2 separate regions of the Sus scrofa genome follow, and region 2 is linked to region 1. The links are chromatin contacts, called in public promoter capture Hi-C maps. All regions are on one chromosome and are shown on one strand. The core of a region is the stretch at or near the end of the contact, and the rest is flanking DNA. Distances in the headings are between cores, read along the strand shown.

Region 1 (5,785 bases), core at 2,042-4,541:
ATCCTTAACCCACTGAGCAAGGCCAGGGATTAAACCCACATCCTCATGGACACTATGCCGGGTTCTTAACCCACTAAACCACAAAAGGAACTCTCGTATTTTGAAGCTGTCTTGGATTTTCACAGTATTGGGGTTCCCCAGAACGTAGTTTGAAATTTCCTGAGGCAGCCCACTGTTGGATAGTTTGAATTGCTAGAAAGTTCCTGCCTGAATAAGCTCAGAATAAGTCTCACTCCTCTTCCACACTGGTGAATTTCTTTTGTGAAGTTTTTGTTTGTTATGTGCATGTGTGTGTATGCTGGGTCACAATATAAAATGCATTTCTTATCATGGGTCATAGTCATAAAGTTTGAAAGCCACTTTCAAACAAGTAGCTCGATAAATATGTGCAGACTGAATGAATGAAAGAATGCTAGGAGTAGACCTATTTTATCAATAATGTGCATAGAAGAGTTCCCAGGTGGCTCAATGGGTTAAGGATCCAGCATTGTCACTGTTGTGGCTCGGGTCATTGCTGTGTTGCAGGTTCAATCTCTGGCCCAGGAACTTCTGCATGCCTCAAGTGCAGCCAAAGATAATAATAATGTGTATGGATATACTCATAAAACAACTCTTTCCATCAGGAGCTATATTCTATAAAGATTTAACTCGCATGAGCATAACTATAGGCATATTTTCCTTCTACCATGTCTGTGTTTTTTAAAAAAAATCCTTTATTATTTATCCCATAGTATTATCCCATATTTCATATATTTATACATGTATGTTACTGTACAGTAATCAATATATACTAAACCATGTATACGATTACTCTATGTGGTATTTTTATGGATTTGCACGAGTAGTTTCGACTCTATGAGATTGTATTGATTCCGTTATAATGCTATGGTGCATCTTGAAGTATTTTACATTTTTCAAAGCCCTCTCAGGTAAATAATCCATTTCATATTTTTCATCAGCTGAGAAAGCCTGTCAGAGATCTGAAAGAAGTTTTAACAGCCAGCTAGTGACCTCTAGATTCTAATCACATCCTTTTGTTTTATAGATGGTGAACCAAGGCCCTGAGCAGGGAAGACATTTGAAGAAGAACACCCAAGGAGATGAAGTGGATCTAGGATTAGAACTCTTTTTCGTCCACCTGCTGCCCAGCACTGGAGCCCCAAAACTTTGGTGCCCTCGCAGGGGCTGAGGCAGGGGAGTCAGATGTCCATGCCCCTCACCGGAGTTCCGTGGGGGAAAGCACGCCATGATTATTATCATTTTTCAGGTGGGGGACTCTGAGGGCACACCTCTGGGGAGGGGCACCTCCAACGGTGGTTTCTTCCAGCCCTCAGGGCACCACCTAGCCCGACACCAGAATTCTGCACGCACCGGGCCGGCGGGGATCTCACTGACCATCCCATGCGGTGCGCCGGTTCCTCCTCCCCAGGACCCCGGGATCCGCGTCCCAACAAGAGACGGTCTCCTACCTCGTTGGGTCCCCAGCGCTGAATCTGGCCTGCCCGCCTCCCTGTCGCTATGGCAACCACAGATCTAACATTCCAGAGTCCACCTTCTGCCCGCCTTCTGACGAACTCTAGCCAATGGCGTCCTCTGTTTCTTTAGTTGCAAAGTTATTGACCAATGATCAGAGGCATTTCAAAAACCGCTGGGCTGCTGCCACAATTTAGGGTTCAGGTTTACTACGTCAGGATAGGTGGAGAAACCTGACATGGACTTATCTAGGCAACCCCTCAAAAATCTTGTGATAGACCAAAAGTCTTAGAATATTGCTCACCCAGAGATCCTACTTCAAGGAATAAACCGAAAAGAACTAACATTCATCCAAACCCTGTTTGTAACAAAGAAAAAAGACTGTTATGGGTCACCATACAAAGGCAGCCAGTGAGTGTTTCACGTGCCCCTCTTCACACACTTCAGAGCAATCACGGTGATCTTCACTCCAGTGACTTCCCTTTAAATTTAGGATGAAATCCAAGAGTTCCCCCTCGTGGCTCAGCGGCAACGAATCCGACTAGGAACCATGAGGTTGCGGGTTCGGTCCCTGGCCTTGCTCAGTGGGTTAAGGATCCGGCGTTGCCCTGACCTGTGGTGTAGGTGGCAGACGCCGCTCGGAGCTGGCGTTGCTGTGGCTGTGGTGCAGGCCACCACAGCCGGCGGCAACGGCTCCGATTGGACCCCTAGCCTGGGAACCTCCATATGCCGTGGGTGCGGCCCTAAAAGGATAGAAAAGACAAAACAAATAAATAAATAAAATAAATAAATTTAGGATGAAATCCAAACATCTTCATGTAAGCGGTTCCTGGCCAGTCCCTCTGGTAACAACTTCTACCTCACATGCGCCAGAAAAATCTCTCACTAGCCCCGCAGTCCTTGGAGCAGTTTCAACAGTTATGTCTCCTTCTTCTCTCAGTTGTTCCCTCTGAGTTCGCTCGGGTCAGGGTCTGAGCCATGACTGGCTCTTTCTCATCATGGAGGTCTCTATCCAAATGTCATGTTTTCATTTGTAAAATGGGCATGAGCCCAGTGTCTCACTTAGGGAGTTGTTGAGAGGATCTCAATTGAAAGGCATGTGAGTGAAAAAGCAGAAACACCATGCACGTATTCAGTATTTTAAAATACATTTTTCCCATTTAAATTTAATTTTTAATTGAAGTATAGTTGCTGTACAACATTATGTTACAAGAATACAATACAGTGATTCACAGTTTTAAAGGTTATGCTCAGTAATAGTTATTATAAAATATGGGCTATATTCCCCATATTGTGCAATATATCCTTCTGGCAATTACAATTATTTCAGTTGTACATTAAGGAAGCATTCACCAAGCGCTAGGCTTATTGAGAACCTTAAGAACTGCTGAGCTGCGGAGGGAGGGCTCGTACAGTCTGCGGCCAACAGGTGTTCTGGGAGGGCACACAAGGAGAAATTTTGGGGGCCCCTCCGTTTTGCGAGGAAAGGGGCCTTGAAAGACGTGTAGGATTTGATTACCTGGTGAGAGCATGGCGTGAGCGAAGAGCAGGAGCAAAGCCCAGGAGGTGACTCTGAGGATAAGGAGGGAGGACACCTGGCAGGCTGCCCATCTGTCGGGCAGGTGGAGTGAGCAGTCACCGGAGCTCTGCAGACAGCCAAAGAAGAGGAGCGAGGTTTTATTCCAACTTCCTTCCTGTGGCCGCTAGAGGGGACTCTCTCCAGGTGAGCGCAAAGCTCCGTCGGGGAGCCGCCTCTGCCTGGCTCCGCGACCCCACGCTTCAAGCAAGCTTTGCTGTGCAGCCAATGATCGCGGAGTGTCCCGCCCACTCCCTCCTCGCAGCCATTCGTTTGCGCAAAATGTCCGCCAGATTTTGACGGGCAGGCGACCTGACAAATAAAATAGAAGCCTTTGAAAGCAAAACACTGCAGCATTCCGGCAGCTCTGAGTTGAGGAAGGAATTGAAGAGGCTGTGTCGCCGGCTTGCGAGAAGAATCCAAGTCGCTCTCAGAAACGTTTGCTAGGTGGGCCTTGGTGGAAACGCCCCCGGTAAGTAGCGATTAAGACTAAGGAGGAGGAGGGTGGCGGAGACTTGAATTCAACCTTCGTTTCAGAAAAAGCGACTACATTTGTGATCATCGTACATTCCCTAGTATGAATACCTTCCTTCTTGCAGTCACTAGGCTTGTCACTTTGGGTCTTGTTGCCTCAGAATGCTTTTTCCATTTTCACATCGAGGAGAGGGGGCGTGGGTTTGCTTCAATAAAGGCGATGTCAGGCTTTACCAAGTCAGGAGGTGAAATGAAGTAACTTCGTCAAAATTGCCCCTGTACACGCCAGCTTGAGCTTCCTGGAGATAGGAGATGGTCAAGTTAGCAGGTGGATGAGGGGAGGCATTCTTGATCCGAACCGGCCGCTGGAAGTTGTAGTTTCCAGCAGGTTGGGTGGGGACTGAAGAGTGTAACCCTTTAGTGAGCAAAAGCCAGAAAAGGGAGAGCACTCAACGTGTAATGAACACTCAGCAGCCAGAAGCTGAATTGTCAGGTGATGGGAAAGGGCGTGTTTTATTTATTTTTTCAGATAGATAGAACCAAATTCTAATACAGACCCTACTTTTAGCAGCCATGAGCTGTGGTTCTCTCATCTGGGAAACCTGCTCTGAGGGTCGGTGAAGTAATTCATTGAGATGAGGGGTTGGGGGTGAAGTGGAAGCCATCACCTAGTGAATTATCTTTCCTTTTTTTAAGTCAGTGACCCCGTGCTCACTGCTGGCTGTGAGGAGCTCAAAATTAAGGGGTGGCTGGCAACACAGTTGGCTGCTTGCCTCTAGGGCATATGCTAGTCCTGCAGAAGTGCTCTGAAATCAGGAAAAGAGAGTCACTAGGTAAAGAATGTGCACCTTGTAATGGAGGACAACCTGCCAAGGGTTTGGCCAAGGCTTTTAGTCCAAACTCCTACCCAGCTGAGGGAGAGTTTTCTATCTGCAGGCCATGATGCCTCAGAGGCTTGGGGGTTCCTGAGGCGGAGAGGGAGGCTGCTTTTTAAAAGTGAATTAAGTGAAAGCAACCACAGCCTCCACAAAGGAAAGCAAAAAACAGAGACCTCCCTGGGGAAACCAGAGGGCCTGGATTCCCATCACCCCCTTGGCACCTCCCTGTGGTTTCTCTGATGTGCCGTGGGTGGGGCTGGATCTGTCAGTTGTATCTCTGGAGTTTCGGTTGGTTAGGCCTGAGTAAGCCATTCTATTCTTGACTGTGAAGCAGTCACATTGCACCAGGTGCTTCGGAGGCCTCTCTATAGTCTGCTGGTAGGTATGTACGGAGGTCACTGTGCCAAGCTCTGGGCTTGATCTCAGGAAGGAGCAACTGCCCAAGGGATTCAGCAAACAGTTTCCGAGAATTTGTGCTCCAGCGCCCCTTTACCTCCAGGTGGAAAGCCTCTAAGAATATCTCAGAAATCCAGAGAGCCCTGGGCTACTTTTCCTTTCTAAGGCTATGATATTAAAACGTTGCTGTAGGGATACATACATTTAACACAGTAATGCTTTTCACCCATGCATGAAAGTATAGTGAAGAAGAATCATGCTTTTCACAAGATTACAAACTCACATTCATAGGGCTTTACTGTCAGGGAGGCCCAATTATAGGCTATGAGTTATAAAGTTGTCTGATGAATATACTTCCTGTACCTATATACTGACTATATAACCTTATCTGGAGGCAATAGCAATCATTTAAGTTTGAGGCTCTTTGACAAAGTGAGACCTGGGCTAAATAGTCTTCATGCTGCCCCTGTGCTAAGCCCTCCATCTGGTATCTCCTGGATGCTGGACATGATTCGAGTCCTGTAACACATGACTGTGCAGTTCACATCCGGGCTTAAGGCTAGATAACCTAAGGAAATGGAAGCTACAGGAAAGACGAGAGACAGCTTTCTGAAGCCTCGAAGCGTGGCAGAAACGTTGCCCGTTTAACAGGCATGTGGTAAGCCCTCAAATATTTGTTGCCTGAATGCATGAAAAAAAGGAAGGAATGTTCATGGGTAAATTAAATAATTAAACCAGTAAGAATAAAGTCAGTACAAATAATAACTGACATTCATTGACAGTTTGCTGTGCACACATTTTATATGCATTATTTCACCACATTCTCACATCAACACATGGGAGTGAATATCCAGATTTCACAGCAGAGGAAACTGGCTAAAAAATTAAATGACGTGGCCAAGGTAAAATGGGTAGCTCATGATGGATCACAAGCAATTTAAGTTTTTTAATTGAAATAAACTTAGGCTTTAAAGTAGACTCCAAATTT
Region 2 (5,785 bases), core at 1,992-4,491, 200 kb after region 1:
CTGTGGGTAGACTTTCTGTGGGCTAGGAAGCAAAGGAGAGTTACAGTTTTCTTTTATGCCTGTTGCTCATACCCTTCCATCTGTATTATAAACTCTCTGAGGACTGTCTTAAACTTCTGTTGCATCTTTTACTATATCTAAGAACACCATGCTGAGCTTGGTGTAAGGGCTCAGTAACATAAAAGAAAAAAAAAATCGTATGTCTTTGTAATTACTTATTTCTAGTAACAAGTCCTGGCCAATCAAAGAGGCGTTGTCTTGAGAGGGTAGATCGCCATCTAGTGACTCTTGTTACTAGACTAGAAAAGTGTGTTTCAGAAAAGCCCAGGTCACTACTTCTATGTCTTATACATTCGATATATTCAAAAACAACTAGAAATCTTCCTATAGTTTGACAGCATGATGTATTCATAATAATGATGAATTCAACTAAGCTTTTATTTTCCTTTAATGCCAAGGGATTCCTGACCTACATCAATCTCGAAATGAAACAGAAATTTACCAAACAAAATACAGACTAAAATAATCTCATGGCTGAGATAAAGGTGACTGATGAATAAAAGCCGATGTATTTTGTTTTCCTTTATTGAGGAAAACAAAAGGGTCAATGACAGAATCACAAGGAAAACCACCAATTACAAGATTGGCAGCAAAAGAGCAGATTCAGTGAAGGGAGGTCAGTATCATAGAGAATATTAAGATGTGGACATTGTGATTTCATAGTCCCATCTGGTTAACTTGCTCTTTCTGTGGAAGCCAGTCTTTGACCCTCTGACAGTGCTTTTGTTTATGCAACAAATTTTATTGAGGTGTTCCTATTGTGGCTCAGCAGAAACAAATCTGACTAGTATCCATGAGGACGCAGGTTCAATCCCTGGCCTCGCTCAGTGGGTTAGGGATTCAGCGTTGCCATGAGCTGTGGTGTAGGTTGCAGATGGGGCTCAGCTCCTGTGCTGCTGTGGCTGTGGTGTAGGCTGGCAGCTACAGTTCTGATTCGACCCCTAGTCTGGGAACTTTCATGTGCTAAAGGTGTGGCCCTAAAAAGACAAAAAAAAAAAAAAAAGACAAAAGCAAACAAACAAACCCACTTTAACGAGCCTACCCTATAGGACAGACACTGTTTTAGGTGCTAGGGCCATATCAATATACAAAACAGACAGACATCCTGACTTTAAGGAGCTTACATTCTAGTGTGGGAAACAGACAATAAACATATTAAAAATAGGTAAATATTAGAAGGTGATAAATGCTGAGGGTGGGGGAAACAGTAGGTTAAGAGGCATCAAGGGTGTAAAGAGAGTTAAGTGATCAATTTCCAGGGTAGCCTCATTGAGAAGGTGATACTTGAGTAAAGCTTGAAATTTGCAAGTAGATATGTGGGGAGAGAGCATTCTGGCAGAAGATACAACCAGAAGTTCAAGCACTGCGCAGTGTTAGGGTACTAGGAAATGAGATTCAAGAAGACGGGGTGTGTGTGTGTGTGTGTGTGTTAGTTCCCATCGTGGCTCAGTGGTTAACGAATCCAACTAGGAATCATGAGGCTGTGGGTTCGATCCCTGGCCTTGCTCAGTGGGTTAAGGATCCGGCATTGTGTAAGCTGTGGTGTAGGTCGCAGACGTGGCTTGGATCCCGAATTGCTGTGACTGTGGCGTAGGCGGGTGGCTACAGCTCCGATTAGACCCCTAGCCTGGGAACCTCCATATGCCAAGGGAGTGGCCCTAGAAAAAAAGGCAAAAAAAAAAAAAAAAAAAGATGTGGGGGCATTTCCATTTCCTGGGATTCCACCTTTGCTGGAGAAAAGGAGGAGGTATTGGGAGGTTTTGAGCTTGAGTGACTTGCCTAAGGTTTTCCAACGGGCTCACTCTGGTGCATTTAGAACAGATGCTGATCCGCAAGGGTAGAAGCAGGGAAACCAGATAGGAGGCTAGGGCAGAAGTTCAGGCCAAAGATGATGGTGCTTTGAACCTAGACGATAGCAGAGTGGGTTTCTTGATGGTTTGGCAGTGAGATGTGGGAGGAAGAGGAGTCCAGCTTTTTTTTTTTCTTTTTTAGGGCCACACCTTTGGCATACGGAAGTTCTCAGGCTAGGGTTCGAATGGGAGCTACAGCCGCAGGCCTATGCCACAACCACAGCAACAGGAGATCCTTACCCTCCTGTGCAAGGACAGGGATCGAATCCGTGTCATCATGGATACTAGTAGGGATTTGTTACCAATGAGCCACAATGGGAACTCCAAGAGGAATCGAGATTAACAACCAAGGCTTGTATCTTAAACAAAAGGAAAGATACTGCCATCAACTGAGGTAGGGAAGACTTTGGGAGGGACAGGTCGGGTTTTTGGCCTGGTGGAGGGTGGAGGGAGGGAGTTCCAGGCAGAACAGGAGAAACGAGGAGCCCAGTTCCTACTTATGTTACGTTCGTGACGTCTGTCCAAGCGGAAACATTGAACAGGACGTTGCCAATACATGTTCGAAGCTCAGAGGAGAGGCCTTGAGCTGGAAACCTATGAAGTTGTTGGCAGAATTGGTATTTGAAGCCAAGAGAGTGAATACATTGTGAACAAAAATCAGGAAAGGGAGGCAAGTGTGTGTTGGGGGGGGTGTGTGTGTGTGGTTACGTTACAAAAGATGGCTAGAGAAGGGTCACATGTTCCCTTTCAGAGAAAAAGAGAGTGCATAAAGGAAAGGAGGCAGAAGGCATCCGGTTGCAGGCCCTCGCAGCCAGAGCTGGGCCGGTGAGGCACACGTGAGCTCCGAAAGTCCCGAAGCCTGAAGGCCGGCTTCCTTTCCGTCAGACTCTGCCCGGGGGCCCCGGCTCTCATCAGCTTCCTGCCGGTTCCGAAACTCATCTAACGGACATTTCCAGCTTCTCCCCAAAGCTAAGGAGTTGTAGCGGAAGTCGAGGGTGCGGGACCAAAACGCAGATTTCATTCATAGTACAGAGCTCGACTACTTCAGGGCCGACCTCGATAACTGGAAACTCGTAAAAGCAACACAATCACAACTTTTCTAACGAAAGCGGAGGCCGCAGGCTTCTCCTCTGCGCAAGAGCGGCCTCACAAGCGTCACCCTGAGGTAACAGCCTTTCTCCACAAGCTCTCCATGGAGCCCCCCCCCGGGGGGGGGCAGAAAGCCGCCCCCACTACGGGTCGAAGGAAGGGTCAATTCACGCTGAGCGAACAAGGCTGGTTAAGCGCCACAAAAGGTTTTGCAGGGCGGGGCGACCGGACGACACTCTCTTGCTCGCTCCCATTGGCTGTGGTCGCGAGGCTCTCCTCAAGGACTGGCCACTGGAGAAGCTCGGAGTCCGGTAGCAGCCCGCCTCCCGGAACGCGCGTGCGCACACTTGGCGAGCGCTCTCCACACTGAGCAAGCGCGGCCTCGTGTCCGCTGGAAGGGCGGGTGGAGCAGCGCGAGCTGCGTCCCGGCGCTCGGCTTTCCCTGCCGGTCCCGCCCTCCGTCGCGGTGGCGCGGTGCACCTTGGGATAGGGAGCGATCTCCGAGCGAGGCAGCAAGATGGACGCGGGATTCTTCCGCGTAAGTAGGAGCGCGGGGATCTGGGGTGAGGTGAGGGGCTTATCGAAAAGGCCCAGCAGGAGGCCTAAACTCGAGATGGGGTGGCCAGCGAGCGGAGACTTCGAAGATCCTGAGGATCCTCGTTGCCAGTGGACGCTTCCCCACTACCCTGCGGCGGGGACCGGTGCGCCCCTGCGCAGTCTCCTCCTCCGGGATCGTCCCCCCTACGCGGCAGCGACGGTCGCCGGAAAATGGCGGCGGGAATGGGCCTGAGCGGTACCTTCCCGCCCGCCTCCCTGGCAGGGCCTGCAGGGAGAGCCGCGCGCCCCACCGGGTCCTGGGGCCTAGCGGACCCGCGAGGAGGAAGTCCCTGGGGGGAGGCCGGAGGGAAACCCTGAGGTGACTGGCGGCAGGAGGGCCCTGGGGAGGACAGGTTTGGGGGTACCGCCTCAGGAGAGCGGGTGAGAGGACCGGAAGCAGCCTTGAGCCGCTTTTCTTGAGAAAGCGGGCACCAAACCCCCTCCCCCCGCGCCTCGCGCGCCCTCCCTCTTGGTCTAAGCCTTCCCGAAGGCTCCGGGTCAGAGTTCGCGGGAGCTCCCGCCCAATTTGATAGCCCTTCAGGGAGGGGAATGCAGATAATTTGTAGTTAGAACGTTTGAGTCTGAGACTCCAGGCAGAGGGTGCAACAAAAAGTATGCGCGTTTGTGGAGGCAGGGGTATGGAGTGGATCTACTCTTCGTTCCCGCTCACCGCCCCCCACCCCCTGTGAACGTTCTCTTGAAAATCTTTTTGGTGAAAAGGTTCCTCTTGATTCTCGCCCATCACCTGGAGATGGGGACGTTTTCTCGTCGTAGTTGGCCCTCAGGGCCCATACTTTTACCGGGCGCGTGCTGGACTCTTTTGGTCCCCTTTTACACTCCCGTAGGACCCATTCGAGATCTCGATGGGTGGGAAGTGACACTGATTGGACTAGAGTTTGCAAATTCTTTTTAAGGCAGAACGGACCATATAGAGACCAGTTGATTTAAGTCAGAATCTGTAGTGCATATTGGCTCTTTCCATTCCCTGGAGCATGTTACATGCAGTTTCTGTGTGTTTAAAGGAAAAGATAAAAGAGGGTAAGACCGGGACTTTAAGATATGTCTTGACACTCCAAAGCTAGCATTGAAATGCCTTTTGTCTTGGCTTTAAATGTGCCAACTAGTTTTTCATTAAAGGTTGAAGTGTTATTCCAAGAATTTGATACAGCCGGTTGTTTGATTGTTCTTAGGTTATGCAAACAGTACTATAGTTATTTATGTAATGATCGTTTCCAGTGAGTTTATATCAAATTTTCACACTGCAGATGAACTCTCCATTTTGTGATTTCCATCAAAGTTTTTTTGTGGTAAATACTCAACATATCCTGTAGTCTGAATGTATTCTTTTGAAACAAGTCTGTTCTTTTAATTTTTTCTTGTTATTGTCACTTTCCCTCGGAAGAGAGTTCCAACAGAAAAAGAACAAAGTGGCTGTTTTAAGAATGAGATTTGCTTTTAGTGTTGGTAAAAATCTGGAAGGAAAGGGCAGTGTTTTATATATTGCCTTGGGTTCTTAGAGAAGTTGATTAGATTTGAGCTCTGAATTAAAGATTTTAGGGCAGTTATTCTTTTAGTACACTTCCATCGAGTAATAGACTGAATTTTTCAGTTAAGATGGAAATAGTACCTTTCATTTGCTGAACTTCTGCCACACACCAGTTACTTTATGTATATCGTTTCGGATATTCTCAGCCTTGGGAGGTAGGTTTTAGCAAGTTAGGGAAAGTTTCTCAGACAGGTTAAGTAACTTGCTTTGAGGTCATGTGGTTTACATAGTGACAGAGTTGGGATTCTAATCAGGTTCTTTACTTTCTTAAAAGAATTTTCTCGATCACTTTCCAAAGGATTAGTGGCCAACTCTGAGAACTGATCAGTAGATTTCTTTTTTTTGATGGGCAAGAAGTGGGTTAAGATAAAAAGCGCTTGCGAGAGATACAGGCTGGCAGGCAAGGAGGCTCTCCCAATCAGTAGATTTCATATCACATTGTATATCCGGGTTTAATTGGGTCAGTAGGAATGACAAAATGCAGTCTGGTGGTTACTTGATGGTCTGGTATGTTTGTAAGCTCTCACTTTTTTCCAGTTTGTTTGCAGAAATTGAGTTTATATGGTAGACCTTTATTTTTTATGCACTCTGAGTTCTTCAAGTTGTGAAAACTTAACATACAGTCTTAGGTTCTTCCTTTTTC

Evidence for each region. Promoter capture Hi-C pulls out the DNA fragments that hold promoters and counts their contacts.
Region 2: a contact with region 1 is called in a promoter capture Hi-C map of liver, with 5 times the contacts expected there. The contact joins the promoter of SRRM1 here to the promoter of NIPAL3 in region 1. A contact is called at or near these places in 3 of 5 promoter capture datasets (fetal liver and liver), 7 of 47 Hi-C or Micro-C datasets (fetal heart ventricle, fibroblasts, heart right ventricle and 3 more) and 2 of 2 datasets of contacts at active chromatin or transcription factors (alveolar macrophages and skeletal muscle).

What each region holds. Positions count from the first base shown.
Region 1 is chr6:82,108,237-82,114,021 of Sscrofa11.1, forward strand. It overlaps NIPAL3 (NIPA-like protein 3), which reads left to right and starts at 3,292. Exons shown (of 12, transcript XM_003127700.6): 1 at 3,292-3,521. It overlaps STPG1 (O(6)-methylguanine-induced apoptosis 2), which reads right to left and starts at 3,232. Exons shown (of 8, transcript XM_021095547.1): 1 at 2,993-3,232. The coding sequence starts at 3,005.
Region 2 is chr6:82,305,951-82,311,735 of Sscrofa11.1, forward strand. It overlaps SRRM1 (serine/arginine repetitive matrix protein 1), which reads left to right and starts at 3,242. Exons shown (of 16, transcript XM_021095577.1): 1 at 3,242-3,537. The coding sequence starts at 3,517. It also overlaps the pseudogene LOC100522323.